Regions from separate parts of the Mus musculus genome. Here regions 1, 3, 4, 5, 6 and 7 are each linked to region 2. Evidence: chromatin contacts called from public ChIA-PET, HiChIP or PLAC-seq, Micro-C and promoter capture Hi-C data. All regions are on one chromosome and are shown on one strand. The core of a region is the stretch at or near the end of the contact, and the rest is flanking DNA. Distances in the headings are between cores, read along the strand shown.

The links. Promoter capture Hi-C pulls out the DNA fragments that hold promoters and counts their contacts. A called contact is a pair of places that touch in the nucleus more often than the background predicts. ChIA-PET counts read pairs in DNA pulled down with a chosen protein or histone mark. HiChIP or PLAC-seq counts read pairs in DNA pulled down with a chosen protein or histone mark.
Region 1: an H3K27ac HiChIP or PLAC-seq map of large pre-B cells shows a contact between it and region 2, with 4 times the contacts expected there. The contact joins the promoter of Erfe here to the promoter of Hdac4 in region 2. A contact is called at or near these places in 6 of 39 promoter capture datasets (cranial neural crest, hippocampal neurons, liver and 2 more) and 1 of 115 datasets of contacts at active chromatin or transcription factors (large pre-B cells).
Region 3: a contact with region 2 is called in a promoter capture Hi-C map of pre-B cells, with 3 times the contacts expected there. The contact joins the promoter of Per2 here to the promoter of Hdac4 in region 2. A contact is called at or near these places in 14 of 39 promoter capture datasets (the 3T3-L1 cell line, 3T3-L1-derived adipocytes, the C10 cell line and 9 more).
Region 4: a contact with region 2 is called in a Micro-C map of embryonic stem cells, with 5 times the contacts expected there. The contact joins the promoter of Ube2f here to the promoter of Hdac4 in region 2. A contact is called at or near these places in 2 of 39 promoter capture datasets (cranial neural crest and liver), 2 of 484 Hi-C or Micro-C datasets (both in embryonic stem cells) and 2 of 115 datasets of contacts at active chromatin or transcription factors (memory CD8 T cells and pancreatic cancer cells).
Region 5: a Micro-C map of embryonic stem cells shows a contact between it and region 2, with 4 times the contacts expected there. The contact joins the promoter of Dusp28 here to the promoter of Hdac4 in region 2. A contact is called at or near these places in 3 of 39 promoter capture datasets (cranial neural crest, liver and pre-B cells), 10 of 484 Hi-C or Micro-C datasets (CD4 T cells, the G1E-ER4 cell line, embryonic stem cells and 3 more), 2 of 115 datasets of contacts at active chromatin or transcription factors (embryonic stem cells and memory CD8 T cells) and 1 of 9 other capture datasets (liver).
Region 6: a contact with region 2 is called in an RNA polymerase II ChIA-PET map of memory CD8 T cells, with 15 read pairs. The contact joins the promoter of Capn10 here to the promoter of Hdac4 in region 2. A contact is called at or near these places in 6 of 39 promoter capture datasets (hippocampal neurons, liver, neutrophils and 2 more), 3 of 484 Hi-C or Micro-C datasets (the G1E-ER4 cell line, embryonic stem cells and regulatory T cells) and 2 of 115 datasets of contacts at active chromatin or transcription factors (extraembryonic endoderm stem cells and memory CD8 T cells).
Region 7: a Micro-C map of embryonic stem cells shows a contact between it and region 2, with 4 times the contacts expected there. The contact joins the promoter of Ilkap here to the promoter of Hdac4 in region 2. A contact is called at or near these places in 2 of 39 promoter capture datasets (liver and maxillary cranial neural crest), 3 of 484 Hi-C or Micro-C datasets (CD4 T cells and embryonic stem cells) and 2 of 115 datasets of contacts at active chromatin or transcription factors (astrocytes and pancreatic cancer cells).

What each region holds. Positions count from the first base shown.
Region 1 is chr1:91,364,980-91,367,834 of GRCm38.p6, reverse strand. Erfe (erythroferrone) reads right to left here and starts at 1,405. Exons shown (of 8, transcript NM_173395.2): 1 at 1,187-1,405. The coding sequence starts at 1,354.
Region 2 is chr1:92,178,850-92,181,822 of GRCm38.p6, reverse strand. Hdac4 (histone deacetylase 4) reads left to right here and starts at 1,482. Exons shown (of 27, transcript NM_207225.2): 1 at 1,482-1,565.
Region 3 is chr1:91,457,670-91,460,630 of GRCm38.p6, reverse strand. Per2 (period circadian clock 2) reads left to right here and starts at 1,303. Exons shown (of 23, transcript NM_011066.3): 1 at 1,303-1,458. It overlaps Gm35591 (a long non-coding RNA gene), which reads right to left. Exons shown (of 3, transcript XR_003948694.1): 3 at 2,861-2,961.
Region 4 is chr1:91,248,686-91,251,588 of GRCm38.p6, reverse strand. Ube2f (ubiquitin-conjugating enzyme E2F (putative)) reads right to left here and starts at 1,285. Exons shown (of 10, transcript NM_026454.4): 1 at 1,152-1,285.
Region 5 is chr1:92,905,680-92,908,702 of GRCm38.p6, reverse strand. Dusp28 (dual specificity phosphatase 28) reads right to left here and starts at 1,714. Exons shown (of 2, transcript NM_175118.3): 1 at 1,280-1,714; 2 at 83-1,138. The coding sequence starts at 1,648. The coding sequence ends at 1,016. It overlaps 5033417F24Rik (RIKEN cDNA 5033417F24 gene), which reads left to right. Exons shown (of 2, transcript NR_138578.1): 2 at 1-325.
Region 6 is chr1:92,932,783-92,935,936 of GRCm38.p6, reverse strand. It overlaps Capn10 (calpain 10), which reads right to left and starts at 1,529. Exons shown (of 12, transcript NM_011796.2): 1 at 923-1,529. The coding sequence starts at 1,063. 9430060I03Rik (RIKEN cDNA 9430060I03 gene) reads left to right here. Exons shown (of 2, transcript NR_015525.1): 2 at 834-2,411.
Region 7 is chr1:91,397,162-91,400,271 of GRCm38.p6, reverse strand. Ilkap (integrin-linked kinase-associated serine/threonine phosphatase 2C) reads left to right here and starts at 1,449. Exons shown (of 12, transcript NM_023343.3): 1 at 1,449-1,621. The coding sequence starts at 1,567.

The sequences.
Region 1 (2,855 bases), core at 156-2,655, 810 kb after region 2:
TGAACCATTCAAGAGGCCTTAGAAGAAGTCAAGGGCACAGACTCCAGTGTCTGACAGAAAGACCCAGGATCTCAAAACTACCCAAACCGGGGTCTTGTGGGTCACAGGCCAGGCTGCTGTGTCAGGATGATGGAGGCTTCTATGCTTCTTGCTGTCTGATGCCCTCAGTGGACACTCACAGTGCAGTGCTTCCATTATAGGTCAGAACAGGTGTACTGACCCTTCCAGGGGACCGGTGGCCTGTGTACAGACTCGCACCACTGTCAACTTGAGGGCAGCACCGAAAATACATGGAGCCATGTTGGTCAGGGGCCCCAGGAGTTGGAGTGGGAGCTGGGTTCCAGCTATCAGGGAACTGGTGACACCTTGCCCCTCCCAAAGAGGGTTCAAGGCCAACATTCCACTGGGAAGGTCCAGCCTACTCCCCACTTCCTGGTGACTATGTCTGGACCTCATGAAAGTTTTGAAGGCTGATGGCTGGGGGTCAGGGGGAGGCTTCAGACAACAAGGACATGTTTACTCCCACCAAAGGAGGCAGAAATGGGATGGTGGAAGGACCCAGGGATGCCTTGCAGAGGGAGGTATTGTAACCATCTCCAGCTGTCTTAGTGGATGTTTTGTTGGCCCCTGGGGTGCTGAGAACTGAAGAGCGCGCTGGCCTGGGGTTTCCTTGTGCCTGGCCCACAGCATGAGCGATCAACTAGACCCTGAAATTCTTCCCTGAACTCTCACCAACAGGACTGACCAGCTCCAATGAAGGCTACCAATCCACCCTCCCCAGGCCTCTAGCCACACCCTCCCCAGCCTGCGTCTCCACCCCAGCAGTTCAGGTGGAGATCTTGGGAGGGATCGCAGGCAGAGCCTGGTTACATCACTCCTTTCCCAGACGCAGTCACCTAACAAAAAGGAACTAGATCTGGGAGCCCCGCTCTCTCACCAGTCTTCCAGTTTCACGAGGAGCAAGTTAACTGCATTTCACACCTTTCCCAATCTCTCCTACTGGCCTAGTGGAGTTCTGCCGCCAAAGCCACGGTACAGAGGACGCATCCACCCAACCCTGGGTCTCACAGAGCCCCTGAGAGCGACGTATCCCCAGTGTTGGACACTGCGCAGCAAGGGGTGCCACCTTCCCCACCGTCTTAGGGCCCCCCGGGACAGGAAGATGTGGGGCGCGGCTGCGTCTTACCGGCGGGCTGTTGGCTGGCGGGGCGGGCAGCTCGGCCCCGGGCGGCTGCGGGCGTGCATGAGTCCCCACGGGCTCCGCGGACTCAGGGACACCGAGGCCCATGGCGGCGAGTAGGCTGGCGCAGGCGAGCAGCGTGCGAGCTCCGACGGGGCGGCGGGTCGAGGCCATGCTGGCGGCGGCGGCGGCAGTAAAGAGCACGGCTGGTCAGGTCGGCGCCTTATAACGCGCTTGAATCCCCCGCCTCGCGCGCGCCGCCCTCGCTGCCGTCGCCCCCTCGCGGCTAGGGCACGCTCTGCAGGCACAGGGGACCCTGAGGAGGCGGGCGCCCGATCCGGTCCGTGCACGCCTCCACTTTGCTGCCTGTAGCCCAGGGTTAGCTTCTCTTCTCCTAGCCCTGCACCCGAGGCTTTCTAAGACACCCCCCCCTTTCTCTAAGGACACCCACTGCACCATTCTGCACGTCTTCTTAGGACCTCCCCCCGCCCCGGGTCTCTTCTTTTCTCATGGTTCCAGGCCTTAATGACAAGTTGAGTACCTGAGAATATGGCAGCCCTTATGGCTCCTCCTTTTCAAGCTGGGGAACCTGGAGCACTTTTAAGGTTTCCCTGCTCTTCCCCACCCCGGATGTATCTGCACAGCTGGCACCTCTCAGGCTCCAGCTACGGAGTCTGCTACTAGCAGCTACAGAGAACTGACCCAGTCTGGCTGAAAGGTCGGATCCCTCTGATGTCCTAAGCCAGGCAGATGGAGCTCAGACTGCTGCCCACTGCCCACCACGGAGCATTCAACCAGGACAGATGTGGCAAATCCTAAAGGATGAACTGCGAGGAGGCCTTTTCTGGGTGGTTCTCCTCCAGAGAGGCAGGCCTAGCTGCCTTGAGCTGCTGTCATTACATTGGCTGTAGATAAAGCAGCACACCTGGGTTTCTTTGTTTCTTTTTTTGTTTTGTTTTGTTTTGTTTTGTTTTTTGTTTTTTCCTTTGTTTGCTTGCTTGCTTGATTTGTTTTAATCTTAAATTGTGTGCGTCCAGGTGCCCTTAAAGGCTAGAAGAGGGAGTCCAAAGAAGGGACTTGATTTGGGAAGCATGACCCTAAGATATCAAGTGACCCTGCTCTGTTCACAGTGAGGGCCCCAGCTGGAGCGCTGACAACCAGATCTGTTGCCATGTGAAAGTAGTTATTTTCCCAAACAACGGACTGTCCTAGTGATGTCATGGGTTCTTCCAGAGGGCCCAGATCCAAATAGTTCTGGTACTGGCATGGCTTCCTGGACCCTAGCTCAAGGTAATGACGCGGTCCAGTTCAGGCGCATAGCCCCAGAGCTCTAGCCATTCAGGAAAGGTTCCCGCATGTTTGCAGGGTCCTGTTTGAAAGCAAGGTCCTCAGGAGGACAGGAGTGCATGGCAAAGCTCACAGGGCGCTAAGCATAGGGTCCACAGCCTCAAAGGAGTGGCATCTCTGATTCAGAAGTGGGACCCTTGAGTGTGGTGGTGCCTGGGTCTGAGTGAACATTCTGAGTGAGTCGGGCCCGGCAGGAGAGCAGCGAGTGACCTCCCTGTGCCTTCTTGCATGGCAGAAATCTAATCCTCATTCCTGGGACCTCATGTCATGGCCTTGACCCAGCTTCCCGGCAGTTCAATGAGCCAAGCTTTCTCCGTGTCCCTCTTTC
Region 2 (2,973 bases), core at 233-2,732:
CTCCCCCGACCCTGGAACCGAACCATATCATTTCAGAGTAACTGCATCTAAGATTATATTCCAGCACTTTCTCATGGCACTTTTGTTTAGGGTTGTCTTTACTCAGTACTCACCAAATCTGTGATTATTGCATGTCTTTATCCTTTCAAGTACTTCTGAACTTCATGTTTCATCTAAATGTTAGCAGGCTGCAGATCCTGCATTATTTTGTATGTAAATTTGGTAGTGTACTTTTCTATAAGCAGCTGCACTAGCACTCCTAAGTGCGGTCATTTTCTTCTGCTCTTTTCTATTCCACAATTCATCCCTTGGCTTCACAGCTGAGCTATCCTAGAGTATGAATTTCTCCCAGTGAATGAAGCTTTCTAACTCAGTATTACCTTGAGATAATGAAAAGAATCTATTGCTTCTTGCGAATTGTTTTACCTTCAATTTTCCCCCAGTCATGGAACAAAAATGCTATTAAATCTCTACTCAACTCCTATCAGGCAAGGCCTAGTAAATAGGTCAGCATCCTAGGTCAGGCCATGTAGGGTGGACCAGATGCTCTTGTCTTCGTTTTGGATGTGGGATTCTGGAAATATCATGGACACAGGATGAGAAATTGCACTACTCTCCTGATGAAAGGAAATGGACCCAAGGGAGCCAGAAGGATGGCCTTTCACGCCCATCCACATTCGTGAACGCCAATTATAGGCGCTTGGCCCAGGTCTAGAAGAACCTCAGAGAAGGGGTGGTCCCAACAAACCGGGACGCCGTGGCGGCGAACCAAGAATACACCTCCGCAACAGCAGCGGTCCCAGAACCCCCAGTTCCCACGGCCACGCAAGGCCCCACAGTCACAGCCGCACCCCCAAGCGGCGCGCCTGCCCCGGGGCAGGGCGGGGCCCGCCGCGCCTGCGCACTCCCTCTGGGCTCGGCGTCCCCCGCACGCAGCCCACGTGATCTGTGCCTTGCCTAAGATGGAGGTTGCCGCCAGGCCCGGCCGGGCCCTCGCCTTAGTCTGTGCTCTTCCGCGCCCCCTTAGAGCATGAGACAGGCGCTCAGGCACACTGTATTGACCCGGGCAGCGCCGCGGGCTGCCAAGGAGGTCTGTCCACGGCTTCAATCAGTTCGCGCACCAGCTCCCTGCTCTTTCTAAAACAGCAAAAGCTCTCAGAGCGGGCGCCTGGAGAGTCTTCGGTACGCCCCGCTCATTAGAATTGACAATGCTGGGAGCCAATGGGGTTTGGAACTTTTGAGAAGGGCGGACGAAGGCGGAGCCCCTTCGCAGCGCCCGCGAAGCGGGGCTGGCTGTTGGGCTATTGTGGGGCGGACTTAGGACTCTCGGACCAATGGAAGGGCGGCTGAATTCTTGGAGGCGGGGCCGAGCCGTAATTGACGCTTTCTTCATTAGAAACCAGGCAGGGGGCGGCGCCCACGGGGGGAGGTGACGCAAAGCCGTTGTAGCCAATGGCTGGTGGGCCGCCGACGGGAGGGGCGGGGCTGGGGCGCCTGACGGGCGTAGGGCGCGGCCTATCCCCGCGCGGCTCTGCGCTCGAGGGGGAGCAGCATCATGGTTCAACGTGGGTCAATTTTTTGTGAATGAGGAGGGGAGGTTGTGGGGCCGCTGCCGCGGAGCACCATCCCCGCCGCCGCCCGAGCCCGAGCCCGCGCGCCTGCTCGCGCCGCCGCCGCCGCGCCGCCTCACGCCCGGCCCGCTCAACGCGGCTGCTGTCGCCGTCGCCGCCCGAGCCCGCCCGCCCGCCGGCGGCGGCGCAGGCTGAGGAGATGCGGCTCGGAGCGCCGGAGCAGGGCTAGACGCGGCCCGCCGCCGCCGCGGTAAGCCACCGGCCGTCATTGTCCGCGCCGCCCGGTTGCTGGCGGCAGGTGGACGCCCGGCCCCGCCGAGGCCTCGGGGCCCTGCGCCGCGGGCTGGCGGGCGGGAGAGCGGCCTGCGCCGGCGGGCGGGCAGGTGGGCGCGCGGGGGCGGGGGCCGGGGCGTTTATGTAACTTTGTCAGCCTGTGAGTTTGCAGAAAACGCCCCTCGGCGGCGGCGGGCGGCGGGGCGGGGGCCGCGGCCGGGCCCGGACCGTCGCTGGGCTGGCGAGGAGCTGCGCTAGCCCCGGAGACGACCGGTGTCCACCCTGAGCGAGGGTTCCGAAGGCACAGCTTGTAGCTCACACAGCGGGAGTCGGTCGGAAAGGCCGGGTGTGGAACCCGTGTTCTCCTTTAATGCACACCGAGAATTTGTTAATAACTTGCAGCCGCTGATAGCAGTGTTTTGGTTATTGCATGCTGTAAATTGACCTGCTGTGACACGATTTTCAAATAAAGCGTCGCAGAAATTAAACTTAAGTTATTTTAGAACTAATGACTTTCTTAACTAAATCCTAATTGCATTACTGTAGAGACCTACCTAATTGCTTTCCGAGAGCCACTCTGCCTGCCCGGGGAGGAAGGAAAGGCCTGTGTAGTCACTTTGCCTCCCTGCTTTTCTCTGCTCAGGCTTTTCTGTCTGTTCCCACAAACCACCTAAGCATTTAAGGCCTGCGAGTATTAACGTGTAAACAGCCATGGCCCTGTCGCACTTTGGGGCTAGGGGGATGCTGGCGGCTTGCACCTTGACCTGGTTTCGGTTTTTCCTCCGTGATATGATCGAGGTTGCCAGGAGTTTTAATTGCTTCTGATAATTCCGTGCATTATTTCAGGACCGGCTTGATGAAAGCTAGTGTAGTGGTTTCAAAATCCACCCAGAAAGAAGGTGATGGTGGTGGTGGTGGTGTAGGTAGGTGTAGTGCTTGTGGAGAGGCAAGGAGGTTGAATTAAGAAAACTCAGCTGCTTGTACACAAATATACACTATAGCAGTTACAAGGCAGCAAAAGTTATTGCAGAATTTTGCAGTCACTATGGCAACACAATTACTCCATTATAATTGGAAATGCAAAATGCCACCCAGTTAGAAGTTTCATCAGGATGGAGTTTTGGATATC
Region 3 (2,961 bases), core at 54-2,553, 720 kb after region 2:
CCCACACGGAATTCTTGAATGTGGGTTAGCCGGCTGTGTACACCAGCAGCTCAGTTTGTTAGCAGACTTCTGTTGCTAATGTTTGCCTCCTTTCCATTCCTGGTTCCTAGGACACCCCAGGGGAAGATTCAGAGTAGTGGATGCTACTAGGCTTCAAGTTCCCTGGCAATGACAAATGACCTTTTTACCCTTGGAAGACGTGACAAGCTTGCCTTCTCCATCACACCTTGCATGAGTCTTTAGGTTGTTCTCTGTCAGCCTCAAACCCGCTCCGAGGAAACTTCTACTCCCTCCTTTGACCCTTTGGACAGGAGCCTGAACGCTTTAGTAGGCTTCCAGACAGTGCTCTTGAAAGAACCAAATAGCTTCAACCAAGGTTCCACAGGGGCAGGGCTGTCCTATCACTGGAGGAGTACCCTCCCCTGACTAGCTAGTGTCTGTAGCTTCCACTTCAGAAAAGCCCTGCTGTTCCAGATGCACACCCCGCTTCCATAGTTCCTGTAAGGTTAATAAACTACACCACCGCATTTGGTTAAGCTTCCCTGTAGAACGTCAGTCTTCTCTCCCTATGTGATTGAGGGCAGGAAGAAATCACTTCTTTCCTTTGTATCTCTGCACGGCAATTATGACCTTATTTCCTGAATCAACACTAACTAGCAACACGCAGTTTCAGAAACAAGAAAGGCTAAGTGGGAGTTTTGTGCTTTGGCCCATCTGGAATGACGGTCAGCCTGGGGGGCCTGTCCTAGGGTCACCCAGCCTGTCCTGGGAAGGTGCTCAGCAGCAGATCCAGAGGGGCCGTCCTATTTGCCCTCAAGCGTCTCGCCATGAATGAATGAGAGGGGAAATGAATGAACTGGGCTGGATGAGCGAAAGGTGTCAGCAGAGAGCATTCTCGGTCCTTCGGATTACCGAGGCTGGTCACGTCGTCGCAGGTGATAGGCCGGTGGCCCTGGTCTCTGCCGGCTGTGAGTTGCGCAGCGGCCAAGCACCATTCCCCCGCGCCGCAGTGGTACGCGCCACTCCGGGGCTGCACGAGCGGGCCACCGCCGTGCCAGGTGAATGGAAGTCCCGCAGGCCGGAAGTGGACGAGCCTACTCGCCCGGGCGCGGGGGGGCGCAAGAGCGCGCAGCATCTTCATTGAGGAACCCGGGCGGCGAACATGGAGTTCCATGTGCGTCTTATGTAAAGAGAGCGACGGGCGTCTCCACCAATTGATGAGCGTAGCTCTCAGGTTCCGCCCCGCCAGTATGCAAATGAGGTGGCACTCCGACCAATGGCGCGCGCAGGGGCGGGCTCAGCGCGCGCGGTCACGTTTTCCACTATGTGACAGCGGAGGGCGACGCGGCGGCAGCGGCGCTACTGGGACTAGCGGCTCCGGGCGGCTGCGGCGCAGGCCGAGCGCACCAAGTGACGGGCCGAGCAAGGGACAGACGCGCGGGTTGACGCGGCGAAGCGGTGAGTGGCGCGGCGCTGGGCGGTGGCGCGGTGCTGGGCGGTGGCGCGGACCTGGACGGCCGTGGTCGTCTTACGTAACCGGCGGCTCGGACAGCTGGAGCTGGGGTCCTGAGCCAGGAGTTGCCGACTGTGCAAACGGCTGCAACTCGGCAGAATGTAGATGGAACTGCGCGGTGACCCTTTTCCAGGTTCACACTGCTGTCCCCATTTCTCAGGTTAGGCACTGAGGTCGGAGAGATTAGTTAGGCATCTTGTCCGAGGACACAGAGACATTGAGTGATCACGACACCAGACTGAGCACGCCGACTCCCATGGTGCTGTCCAAGGAAGCCAGGGTCAGTGCAAACTGTTCCTAGGATGGGTCCAGAGGGTCCCCTAAGGAGCTGGCTTCCTGCTATGAGTTCAGAGAGTCAAGTCTGGCCCTGGGGGAAGGACCACTGGTAGGCACTGACTCCCAGCGGTGGGAAAGGGGTTAAACAGAGAAATACCCAGTGCCAAGCCACACCTGCCCCTCCCCGCCCCTATGTCAGGGAGACCACTTTGTCCACCCACTTTGATTTCCGTGGCATCCTCCACGCCAGTATTTCCTGTCTCCAGATGGACTGGGAGTATGTCAGGAGAGGGGGGAGAGGTCCACTCTTAAGCTGGAGCAGTCACATCGTCATCCTTTGAGACATACCTTGGCTGCCAAGCACAGACATGGACCAAGAGGTGGGCGGTGGCCTGCTTCTTCTGCAAGAACCCTGGTTGCCAGGGTTTCTGTAACGTATACACAAGGAACCAGTTTGGAAAGCTGATTCATACGGAACAAGGGAGCCAGAAGGCTCCCTGGAAATCATCCAGGGTAACCCCTAGCTTGAAGAGGCACAGCCACAGGCTGGCAAGCTGTACCACTGTAAAAACCAGGCCTGGCAGTCTCAGGATCTGTTTCTCCTCCTTGGTCCACATGCTTACCAGAGGTGCAAACCTGAAGGGAAGCATGTCCACTCTGTCTTAGTCTCTGGAGTCTAGGTCGGATTCGTCTGATAACCAGAGTCTGTCTGCCTCAAGGCTTTAATTTAAAAAAGTCGGTTTTGTGTGTGTGTGTGTGTGTGTTTTAAGATATGGAAAGCACCACTTTGTGTACGTTGTTGGAATCTAAGAAAGCCAGGGACTCCTTTATTTTAATGGTAGCTGTACAGTGTGCCCGAATGGAATGGTACTGTGGGTGGCTGCAGTTATCTGTCACTGTCATCTTGGTGTGATTCATTGGTACATAAGTGGCGCAGCTCAGGCTGTGTGTGGAGGCTGGAGTACTGAGCAATGAGGGAGCCCTGCATCAGCCAGCTGGCAGCTACTGGGTACCTCGGCTTACCCTGGGCTCCAGTTTCCTCATCTGAGACAGTCTCTGAGATCTGGCCCTGTGCACGTTTGGAGTTCTGTATCTGCAGACCCTTTTCTCAGGCACCTGCCTAACTAAGATGTGAGAAGTTTGTGAAACCCTGCTGGTGTCACATAACGTCC
Region 4 (2,903 bases), core at 36-2,535, 930 kb after region 2:
ATTCTGAACAGCATGCTCAGTTTCCAACTCCACAAGTTGTATTTGGCCCAGTTAGTTCCTCCTCTGGGTGGGACCAACTTTTAGGGCATCCAAAGAGGACTGCAACTTGTTATTTACCAGTCTCATCAAGTCATGTTTATTCAGCATTCCTATGTGCTGTGCTGAAATCAGGCTGGTGTGACCTATGCAGGGCCAGTTGGCTCACAGTGAGGCTAACTCCTCACTGACAGCTCCAATCTAAGCCATTTAAGAGAACTAGGGGCCACTAGGGCCGTTTAACCTTCCAAGCTGAAAGAAACAGATCGGGACTTAAACCGTACAGCATGAGTGTCCAAGGGTATCTAACCTGCCAGGCTTACTGACTGACCACTTCTGGAGCTCATCTTTGATTTTGGGTACTGAATATCAAGTTAATTTTGTCCAGGTACTCCTGTTAATTCTGTTCCTGAAGCTCCCCACAATCACTATCCTTAATTTCCTATGACTCTGCCTACTGCCCAGCTCCCCACATTCGGCCCAAACAGCTAGGAAGCCTCGGCACCAGGCCCAGCCACCTCACTGTTTTTCAACACCACCCTGCTCATTTCTGGAACCTTCGGTTCAATCTGATAACCAGGTCTTGGGATGCCCTCTTTCCCTTCACCGCCAAGCCCGACTAGGTTCTTAAGGAGAGCAGATTTTTACCCACAGGCCAAGAGCCCCTCCGGGAAGCCTTCCCCAGCAACTCCAACCCACCGGCAGCGCCGAGGAGTGGGTCCAATGCCCACCGGAGACGGAGGAAACTGAGCCGGCCGAGGAGAAGGCCACACCCCGGGTGACACGCCGCGGAACCGGGTCAGGGACCGAACCGGGCCAGGCGGGCCGGCCGCCCCTCCTCCCCGCCGTCGCCGTGGCGGGCCGCGTCCACCTCCCGCTTCCCTTCAGGGGCAGCGGCCTCCCCGCCGCGGCCTCGGCCTCGGCCTCCCGGACGGCCCGAGCTCCGCACCGTGACCTTGCGGGCGGCGGCACGGGGTCCGCCTCGGCCCGGCCCTCTAGAGCCGCCGGGGCTCGCTGCCCGCCCAGCGCTTCCCGTCAGCCGCCGACCTCGCGGTCCGGCCTGGCGCTCGGCGACAGGAGCCTCGGCCTCAGTCCAGCCCGCGCGACCAGCTTACCTGAGCACCGCGAGTCAGGCGAGGCGAGCCGGCACCCAAAACCATGCCCGGCGGAGCAGCGGCACTGAGTCGCGCTGGCCTTCACAGCCGCACCGGCTCCCGGCGGCGAGACCGGAAGTGGCGGGGCGGGGACTGCGCCGTGACCGCAGTGGGCACTTTAAAAAAAAAATTCAAAGCTACAAAAGAACTTTATTGGCAGCTCCACTCGTGGACAGTCACAGGACATACACAGGTCAACTAGTCGGCCCTCGTTCATTGGTGAAGAGCACGGCCTGAGGGTGGGCCATGTGTCAAGACCTTTGCTGATTGGTCACCGAAGCGCAAGCATCCCCGACCGCCTAGCGGCCTTCCGGTTTGTTTCCATTCATTTAGCGGCTTGCTTCCCTAGGAATATCGTACTAGTGCAGTGCCTGCTGGTGGAGCTAAGTTCCTGTGCCCGGCACCATTCCTGAACGCAAAGAATCCGACCGGTTTGCAGCTGCGTTAAGGCCATGGGATAGTTAGAGGTGGCTGCTGGGTGTGAGGACACTCTTCCTGCTCCTTATTTTTTTAATTTCTCATATTCCTATATGCACTTTTAAAAATCTACTTCAGGCCGGGAGTTCCGGCGCATACCTCAGTCCCGGCGCTCAGAGACAAGAGGAAGGCCTGGTCTACATAGTGAATTCCAGGACAGCCAGAGATATGTAGAGAGACCCTACCTCCTGAGGCCTTGGGGTTCCATGTGCAGCATCCTACTTGCAGCTCGTGTGGTATGCATTCTCAGTCCCTGTGGGACTGGAGATAGCCTACTTTGGGAGAGAATTCGGCAAGACTCCTAGAGAGGTAGGGCCTTGGAAAGAGGATATTTTCTGTGGAAAAGAACAAGGAGCGTCAGGTTTCCAGTGATTTTCTTAGCAATTCTGGGGAATGAATCTCAGGAGGTCTCACATGCAAAGCACTACCTTTGAGCTACCCGCCCCCTCCCCCCGCCTCCCCCCCCCCCCCGTCTCCCCCCTCCCCCCACACCCTAGACCCTAAGATTTCTTTTGAAATGAGGCACTTGGGTTCAGGGAGTAAAGCGTTTGTCAGCATGAGGACCTGTTTCCAAACTCGGGAAGATGTGAGGCAGAGGAGTCCTCAGATTAGGACCAAGTACCCTGACTTCCATTGAGGGGAAGAGATCCCCCGCAGAGCTGGGTTGCACATAGGAGTTGGAGGCCAGCCTAGATAACATAGAGTTCCAAACAAGCCAAGGTTACTCAATGAGATCCTGTAAACACAAACAAACAAAAAAGTGGAAGAAAGTTATCCTTTGACCACCCCATGTGGCACATGGCTACACACGCTCAAGCTTCCATCAGATACACACTCCTGCACAGATAGAAAGGGTAAAAGGCAGCCAGGCCTAGTGGTACACGGCTTTAATTCTAGCATTTGGGGAAGCAGAGGCAGACCTGCCAGACTGGTCTACATAGTGAATTCCTGGGCAACCTGAGCTACATAGTGAGATCCTGTCTCAATAAACAAACAAATAAGGCTTTTGATCTAAGGGAGGTTGCAAACACAGAAGAGATGGTACTGGTATTAATCAGCGTCCTCTAGAGTCACAGAGCTTATGGAATGTCTCTCTATATTAAGGGATTTTCATTGTGATCCAGATCAGAAACTTGTGTCTTCCAGCCTTAACATCTGGATCACGGGTGTGTCCTCCAATTTTGATTGTAGTTCATTCCAGATATAGTCAAGTTGATAACCAGGAATAGCCATTAT
Region 5 (3,023 bases), core at 465-2,964, 730 kb before region 2:
CTGTGTACCTCACATCCCCTTAACATTGAGTTCTGCTAAGTAAGATGCCTTTATTCTTTATTCTAAGGGAGAGCCCTCCACCTGAGGACCCAATATGTCTTTACACATAGAAGCAGATATGACCAAACCCTTTAGGCTCTTCAGGGGACAAAACAGGGTGTTGGGTGGTGACAGACTATGACCTGCAAGAAGTTGATGCTGACTAACCGCTCAGGCTCCACAGGAACAGGGAGTAGAACAGGGAAACCATAAAGAGCAACTCGGGGGTTTTATTCACTTATTTATTCACCGATTAAACAACCAGTGGACACACCTCTGTAATTTACACACGGAGCCCAGGTTCTTTGTTTTCCACCCACTACTACTTTAAATCGTGGCTACATTTGCAGGGCTCTGATGGAAGCAGATGTCTAAGAGAGGCTGTGTCTGAACTACAAGAGCAATCAACACAAGGTGGCAACTGATGGGCCTGCCAACCAGCTGGGGAAGATAGCGCACAGGACATAATGGTAGCTTGGCAACGCTAGGTCAGGCGTTGATGTTGATACAGGTTAAGAAACGAGGTGGGAGGTAGGCGGCCGCAGTCGCTCAGCTGCAGTCTGCACGGCCTCCCTTCCATGGCACAGCAGCTGTAAGCCAAAGGTGGGCCCATGAGCTCCTGCTGGGAGACTCTATGTTCATTTCTAAGGGACCAGAAGTTCAGGAGACAGATAGGTTCTGCCTACAAACCCAGGCACTCCCTTGGAGTAGGCAGCTAGGACTCTGATCTATCACTCGCTATCAACCGTTCGTAGGCTTCCCAGACTATCCTTCACTCAATTTCTCTACCTAAAACGTGCTGGTTTGGATTTGGTCCAAACATGATGAATAAACGAAGTCCTCCTACTCAGTAGACGTTCCTGTACTACCATCAAGATGGGGCAACACCCAAAGCCAGCTGCCTAATAGAAAAAGGAGGGAAGGGACACTTCCTTTCAGTATAGACGCTTGGTCACCCAGCAGCCGAACAGTCGGCTTACTCCGGATCAATGGGCTCCCGGGGCAGGATGGCCTGGGCCTGAAGGGTCTGCTCGTACTTCTGCAGCTGAGCCCAGAACCCCAAATTGGGCTCGGCTACCGGGCGGGCGCTCTTCACCATCTGTAATCAAGAGAGCTGCGGTGAGAGACTCGATGGACAGTACAGGGTGCAGAGGCTCCGCCCCGCGTGTGAAGGGTGGAGCCCGCCCCGGAAGAACCACTTGGAACCCGCCCCGGAAGACCCGCCCCTGGACGCTCGCACCTGGAAGGCGCGATCCAGGCTGTGGCCGCGGTGCCGCATTAGGTAGGCGGTGCAGACGGCGGCTGAGCGACTGCGGCCGTTCTTGCAGTACACGAGACAGGAGCCGCCGTCGCGCACCGCGGCTTCCATGGCGGCACAGGTGGGCTCCAGGTGTGTCAGCAGGTCCTCAGCTGGGTCGTCGAACACGGGTACGCGTAGTTCCGCCACTCCGGGCGCGCGCGGCCCGGGCTGCTGGCGGGAGACATTGACGCACAAAGTGATGCCCGCGCGCACCAGCAGCTCCGTCGCACCCGCGGCTCGCGCATTCCCGATGAAGAGCGCGGGGGCGACGCGCGCGAAAGGCGGCGGTGCAGCCTCCGAGGTGCCCATAACCCCTGCGACCCTAGGGCCATCTAGGGGCCGCGAGTTGCGGGGTTGCCTCTAGGAGGCGACCTCACCAGCTCGTTGGGCGGAGCCTTTCCTGTCCTCGGCTCAGGATTGGCTAAATTGACAGTGGGCAGGGCCGGCAGCTGGCGATTTGGCTGCAGGACAGGGAGGCCCTGTCATGCCTTGGTCTAGACGGGTGACTAGCCTCTTTGGTGAGGGTCAAGGGGTTGGCCCTTTGCCCAGGACAGCAGGCCACAGGTCAGTTGCAGCTCTATTCCCTTTCGTTAAATGCTTTCTAGTAAATCGCCCCTTGGCTCCCTCAATTTTTTTCTTTGTAAAACATGGTTCATAACCGGACGTGGTGGTGCACGCCTTTAATCCCAGCACTTTAATCCCAGGAGGCAGAGGCAGGCCTGGTCTACAAAGTGAGTTCCAGGACAGCCAGGGCTATACAGAGAAACCCTGTCTCGAAAAATAAAGAAACAAATAAACAAAAAAGGTTCATATACAATAAAACTACCACTGAATTTGTGTCTTCATTGACCAGTCTTTTATTTTTCTTTTAAACTTAATCGTTAGTTGTTTGGGTCAGTACTGTGACTTCCCAAAGGCTATTTAGAATATTTAGTGAGTCTGTGGAGTTGACTCCGTGGGTGAAAGCAACAACTGTTGCTAAGCTTCATGACCCCTGTTTCTATTCCTGGAACCCACAACTCTTGCAAGTTGTCTTCTGACCTACACGGGGGGGGGGGGGGGGGGGCTTTCATTTACACAAGCACTCACAAAATAATTTTAAAAATTAGAAATAGAAACAGTGTCTATGAGAGTCAATTTTTTTTTTCTGATGTCCAGGATTTTAGAGGATAGTTTTTGTGAAGTTTCACCATCTCACAGCCCTAGATATTTAGTTAATTTCAGTTTCAATTTTGTTATAATAGTGAAAACTTTTGGTTTCACTTTCATGGCTATGATTTGCAACTAGAAGTCAGTTTCAATTACTCCTTACATTCCCCACTAGCCAATCTTCAGTAATCTTGCCAAAATGAAAAAAATATGACTACTCTCTCTCTCCCTACTACTAGGTCTTGGTGATGCCCAGATCATGACTGTAGTCTGCTCCTCCTCTTGTGCATCCAGGTCTGCCTGGCTGCCCGCCCAGGTGGAGGAGGCCTTACCAGCAACTATCTTACCTTTTTGACCTCCTAAGGAAGGAACTGACTTGACTTTACTGGGACAGGAAAGCAATATGTGGTCAGAAAATGGTTCTAACCTCAAAGGGACTGAGTTAAGTATGAATGGCCAGGGTTGGCAACGTGGCTTCAGGTTGCTCCAAATTGCTTGAGAACTCCCACTAGCTAACTGGGAATTCGGAGTGCTT
Region 6 (3,154 bases), core at 280-2,779, 750 kb before region 2:
CACTGTAGGACTAGGCACATCTTCTGAAACCCCCTGTTTAAAGTAAAAACAAAACCTAAACTCCAAGGGCATGGCCAACAGGGCTCTTTCTTTCCCTTGCCTCTCAGTGTTGCTCAAGAAAGCCAGGATGCTTATCAACACCACTGTGCCAAGCAGGCAGCACAAGGCCTGGAACCCTGCCAGCTGTCACTGTTAGCACTACATGCATGTGGGACAGGCTGTCCCCCAGTAGTCTTTCTGCTGATAAGCCACGTCTAAAAAACACCAACAAAAACACTAGGCTTGAACAATCCATCCATTTAAGCTGCAACAAGGCAAAAAAAAAAAAAAAAAAAAAAAAAAAAAACCAACCAAAAAAACCAAAAAAACCAAAGCCCTCCTACCACAGCCCTTTCTGGCTATGAGGGGTAACACTGTTGTGAGTTGCATGCATGGACGCTAAAATAACAATACATAGTTCCACCTGCCTGTGCCATTTAAGGGAGCCCTGAAAAGCAGCTCCTTAGGTTTTCCCAGTTGTTAAGCACAACGCTCCCCGTGTTCTGTGCTACCTTTTGGTGTTCATACCCTAAAGCTACTAGAAGAAATGTAGAGCAAAGTGCAAAGCCAAGAAAGATTGCGCTGAATTACACCCGACAAAACTTAGGTGGTGGGATGGTGCTGGAAATACTGCTTCTAATCCCTTAATATCAAAACAGCTCCCTACTACCTGACTTTGGGTAGGAGTGTATTTTAGTAGAAACCCCAAGATAACATCTAAAAGACAAGCCTTTCGATTGCTTCTGTCCTCCTCATTTGAATTCTCAGGGCTGGCTATCACCTTTTCTGAATAGGCTTGAAGGCGAGGTCCTGCTAACCCCGGGGTCCATCTCCGTGAGAAACATATCCACAACACCCGCCCAGGCAAGAGACCCTGCTGCACCTGGGGTCGTCTCCAAGTGATGTCCTCCCGAAACTGGGCCAGAGGCGTGGACAAGTTGTAAAAGAGCGAGGAGTCCGAGGCGGGGAATGCCGCGTCCCGGAAGAGCTCCCGCGCCGGCGTCTCGGCCCGGACCGCCCGCATCTTCGGCGCCCTGGGCTCCCATCTGCGGCCCGTGGACTCGGTCGCCGCCCGGGAGCGAGTGCGCGGCCTTCACTGCAAACCGTGTTTGCTTAGCCCGGGAGACCTACTGGTGCAGAGCAGCCTAGCGCCGCAAGCTCCGTTGTCTAGGTAACCCGGCTGGAGCCAACCAGGAGCCGTGCTTGCGTCATATGACAGAGCTGCCTAATCACGCACGAGCTGCAGCGCAGAACCGTGCAGGACTGGTAGGTTCTGCTCTCGCACGAGGGCGTGGTCCCCGCGTTTCTAACTGGGCAGTGCTAGCCTGATGTCCGTATGCTTTAGTGCTCGGGACAACGCAGCTGTAGCCACTTGAAATCGAAGTCTCAGTGACCACAGGAAGCTGAAAAGTCACTTTGGTTTAGATCGCTTTGTCAATGCTATCCCAGCATGCAGCGCCGTTCCCAGCATACGTCGCTGATCACAGGCGTTGTCTACTTCCCAGCGTGCTTCGCTCCTTCCGGTGTGAGGCAGGAACTTGGCAAAGCGGTGGTTCCTCCCTGTCTTCTGAAAGAGCCAGTGAGGAAGTGGCTCAGCGAATCGCGTTGTTATCCTTCCGTCGCGGTGGTGGTTGCGTTGTTCTGGGGAGGCAGAGGTGTCACTGGGGTTGAAACTTGCCGGGGTCGGGCATTTGTCTCAAAACGATTGGGCTTCAGACGCTCTGGATCCTAAGCGGCCAGGGAATGCGGCTGGAGCATTCCTTGAAGCCTTAAATGGCCTGGCTATGGTTTTGTAGACTGGATGGTGACCAGGACGTGGACTTGCGGCTCCACGATTATTCGATGCCATGAGGAGGTCAGGGACAGGACACTCTCCTTCTGGTGCCTACTCTTCCAGGTCCCAGGAAGGACACAAATCAGCCAAGGACTGTTCTCTGTGTCTTCTCCAAATGTATTTCATCAAGACTAGAAGCTTCATAGACAGGAAGGGAGACGACGAGGCTTCACACCTTGTAGACTGCAGTTTGCCACCTATTAGGGCTGCTCTGATATTTTTTCCCTCCTCTGGGCCCCTTTTTCTCAGTCTTGGATAAAAGGTAGTCAGAGGAAATGCGGTTTGTGCAGTTAAGTAGATCAAGTACCCGTTGCCTAAAGAGGAACAACCAGGCCAAGCTTTTACCCATAACCTGCTGCTTCAGAGTCTAGACAGTTGCTCCTTCTCCCAGTGAGAGGCTGGGCTGCTCCTGCATCAGCAGCAATTACTGCTGTGGCATGACACAGTTACCTTGGCTCCACTAGGCTTCAGCGCCATGATTTGAGGTGCAAGACACTTAACTCTTTATTGAGGTTATTTAAAAAAAAAAAAAAAAAAAAAAAAGGAGTAGCCACATAGCCCAACATCTCTTTGGGATGCTTTTTCATTTAGTACTTAATTTCGACTCAGGGGACTGACTGGTGGGCTGAAAGCTGCACTATAGTTGAATCATTAAGAGCCTGGACTCGGTTTTCCAGGAAGTCTTGAGTAATTGTGACAAGTTATCCGCGACTCAAGAGTTATGCAAACTGGTTCACCCCCAGAAGTCTCATATGAGTGGTTAGCTCAGGAGAACGGCTCCTGAAGGCCGCATCCATATCCAGGGCTGGGCCACGGGCAGAGCCTGACCTCCAGAATCTGGAAGGAAAAGCTGCTTAGTGTTACCGTTGCTGTGACGAAACATCATGACCAAAGCAACTTGGGGAGGAAAGGGTTTATTCTGCTCACCTATGGCGCTTTCCATAAGGAGGGGCGCTATTTCCTGGCTCCTTTCCTGCTTTCTTATAGAACCAGGACCAGAGATGGTGCCACTTACAATGGGCTGGCCCTCCCCCATTGATCACCAATTAGGAAAATGCCTTGCAGCTGGATCTTATGGAGGCATTTTTTTTTCACTCTCTGATGACTGTGTCCAGTTGACATAAAACTAGCCAGCACAGACAGGAAGGCAGCCGGTGCTGACTAGACAGCCTAGGCCTGCAGAATGGGGGAAGACAAGCCAGTAAGTGACATCCCTCCATGGCCTCTGCATCAGCTCCTGCTTCCTGACCTGCTTGAGTTCCAGTCCTGACTTCCTTTGGT
Region 7 (3,110 bases), core at 200-2,699, 780 kb after region 2:
GGGTGGTGACAGAGATTTATATATAGTCCTAGCACTGGGGAGGTAGAGGCATTGTGAGTTCAAGTCCAGCCTGGCCTACTGAGCAAGTTCTTGTCTCCACAAAAGATTTTATTTAGCAGCCAGAAGTTGAGCTGTAAACCAGGTAGAGATGGAGTAATGATTAGAGATGTCCATACATATGAGGGAAAGACAGGCCACATGGCAAACACTGCCAGAATTCATGTGGAATGGTGGCCGACGAGTCTATTTGCAGGAGTGGGAAATCAAGTTTAGTGTGGTGATTTGAATATGCTTGGCCCTCAGAGTGGCACTATTAGGAGGTGTGGCCTTGTTGGAAGAGGTGTGATCTAATTGGTGGAAGTGTGTCACTTTAGGGGTGGGCTTCAAGACCCTCCTCCTACCTGCCTGAGGAAAGTCTGCTCCTGGCTTCCTTTGGATGAAAATGTAGAACTCTCAGGTCCTCCAACGCCGTGCCTACTTGAATGCTGCCATGCTTCCTGCCATGATGATAAAGGACTGTATCTCTAAACCTGTAAGCTAGCCCCAATTGTTGTCTTTTATAAGAGTTTCCTAGGTCATGGAGTCTGTTCACAGCAATGGAAACCCTAAGACACTTAGCAAGAGCTGCTTTAAAAACATAGTGATATCAAGTTGGGATGGGCTGAGAAGTGTATGAGATATATGGACAAAAGACAAAGTGCTGTTATTTCAAAATCCTACATCTGTCAAGGAAGAGACAGTTCTGTCTGAGTGCAGTAAAAACTTCAAACAGTGGCTTGGAGGTCAGCTGGGTGGATCCACCTATTGCAGCTAGAGAATATCTGGTCTACATTTGCAAGGAAGCAATGACTTGTTACCTACTGCACCAAGAAGTCCACACAACACTGGCAAAAAAACCAAAAACAACAACAAACAAAAAAAACAGGTAAGGTGGTGTTGGAAAGGGCTGGTAGGATTGGGGTGTGTAGTCAATAAATTTGGGTACCTTTAAGGAAGTGAAGTCTTTGTGGATTGTATGGTAGGAAGAGGAATTAATTCCATGAGTGGCTCTTTTCTGAGACCAGGGAAAATACACAACACAACTTTGTAATTGGTAAAGCGTCATAAATTTGGTGGCTGAGATGAGGGATGTTTGTCACTTTTGTGGCTTGGCCAGTGATGGTGTTTTTTTCTGGTCTCTATCCCAGTGGGACAGCTGAGACCCCGCTGGGCGCCATCCTGCTCCCGGGCGGTCAGAAGGTGCTTTGCCTGCTCGGTCACACAGGGAACAGTGGACAGGTGCAGACCCGCCTCTCCGGCCAAAAGCCTGTCTGGATGTCAGGCTCGGCGCCACTCCTCCCTTCTTTCCGGGGAAACGCCATAACAATTTATCACGGGACCTAATGCCCAGGCCAAGAGCGCCCGTGCGCTTGCGCAGCCCACCCCCGCCCCGCCCCCGCGCGTAGCACTCTGGGGCGGCGGCTGGGCGGCGCGCGATTGGCAGGGTCTCCCGCGGTGAGTGACGGCGCCGCCGCCGCCGCCGCCGCCCAGGGTAGCGCGGAGCCTCCGCTCCACTGCCCCGCCGCCATGGACCTCTTCGGGGACCTGCCGGAGCCCGAGCGCGCGCCGCGGCCATCTGCCGGTAAGCGGCGCGGGGGAAAAGGGCGGCGCCGGGATGCGCTGCCTCCGCCATCTTCGCGCCACCGCCGCCTCAGTCTCGGCCTGTGGCTCCCGAGGCCGCAGCGACCGCGCGGTCCCTGTCCAGGCCTCGCGTGGCACACGCACGAAGTCCCGCGCCGAAGGGTCGGGGCACTCTGGCTTTAATTTGGCTACAGCAAGACTCCCAGCGGAATGTCCTGGTCCCGGGCCTGTTTGCGTCCTGGAAACCCCGAGAACTTAACAAGTTTCCGACTTCCAGCCCCTTGGTGCGGGGCGCCTGCACAGCCAATGCAGGGCGCTACGGCTAGATAACCGAGGCCGGGGATGGGGGGTGGCGTCTGCAGCCCACGTTTTGGGAAGGTCTTTGGCACGGAATAGGAAGGTGAAGAGGACCCAGCCTTTGCCTTCAGAGAGTTCAGTTCTGATCGCAGAGGCATAGGTTAAAAACCGTGGGAAACGCCAAGCGTCCGGAGTAACGGTACCCGAAGACTAGTGAGAAAGACCTGGGAAGGAGGCGGCCTTTAGCGAGGGCTTCGGCTGATGGTTTCCAGAGATTCTAGGCAAGGAAACAATGTTCAAAAGTGGGAGGGCTCAGATCTCCAGCTTGGCAGAGCGGGACGGGCTAGCATGGAAGAATGCTGGAGCTTGGGGTTATGAGAAGGTATTGACCTGTCCTCTTCACACCTGTGCTTTGGTTTTTAACCTGCGCACCTCCAGACTCCTGAGATGCTTTGTAGTGTCCTCTTTTTGCAGTTGTTCCTGGTAGTGGCACCGTTACGTACCCCCACCAACCACTCTGATGGTACAGAAGCTTCTAAGTAACTAGGCCTTGAGACTGAGTTTGATTCAGCCATGCTTTTTGAAGATAACCACCGTTACAGTTGTGAGTAAAGCTGGCCTCATACAGGCAGCCTTGCATCTGTCACTGGAGTATAACCTGTGTCTGAATGTGCTCGGACCAGAGTTTGGATTGCCAGATGTGCCTAGAAATCTGTCATCATTAGTAGTCCCTATTGCTTTTTATCCAAAGTTATTTTGGGTCTTCTCCGTGGTCAAGGCTCTCTTGACATGACCTAAAACCTTAAACTCAACTTGGGACTTAGCAGATACATGCGTTCCCCATGCCCCTTCCCTCCCTCCCTCTCTCCCCCTCTCCCCCCCAAACATATTGAGTAATCTGAAATAAACTCACTCCTATCCACTACAGGGGGTGGGGGAGACACAAAAACACATTCCAAGAATAATTATGTGTTTTGAAGAAACTGAGGTCACAAGACTCTTGTCTTGTTTTCTCACAGGCACTTAGAATTCTCCTCACAGGACTCCATTCTCAGACCATGTTCCGACACCATACTTTGCTTTAGTAAATGGTGTTGGTTGTTATGTAGTCATAAGAATAAGACTAAATTGCATACTGACCCTGCTCATGCATGGGTAAGTATAACAAATTTTCCAAAATAGTACTGGGAGCA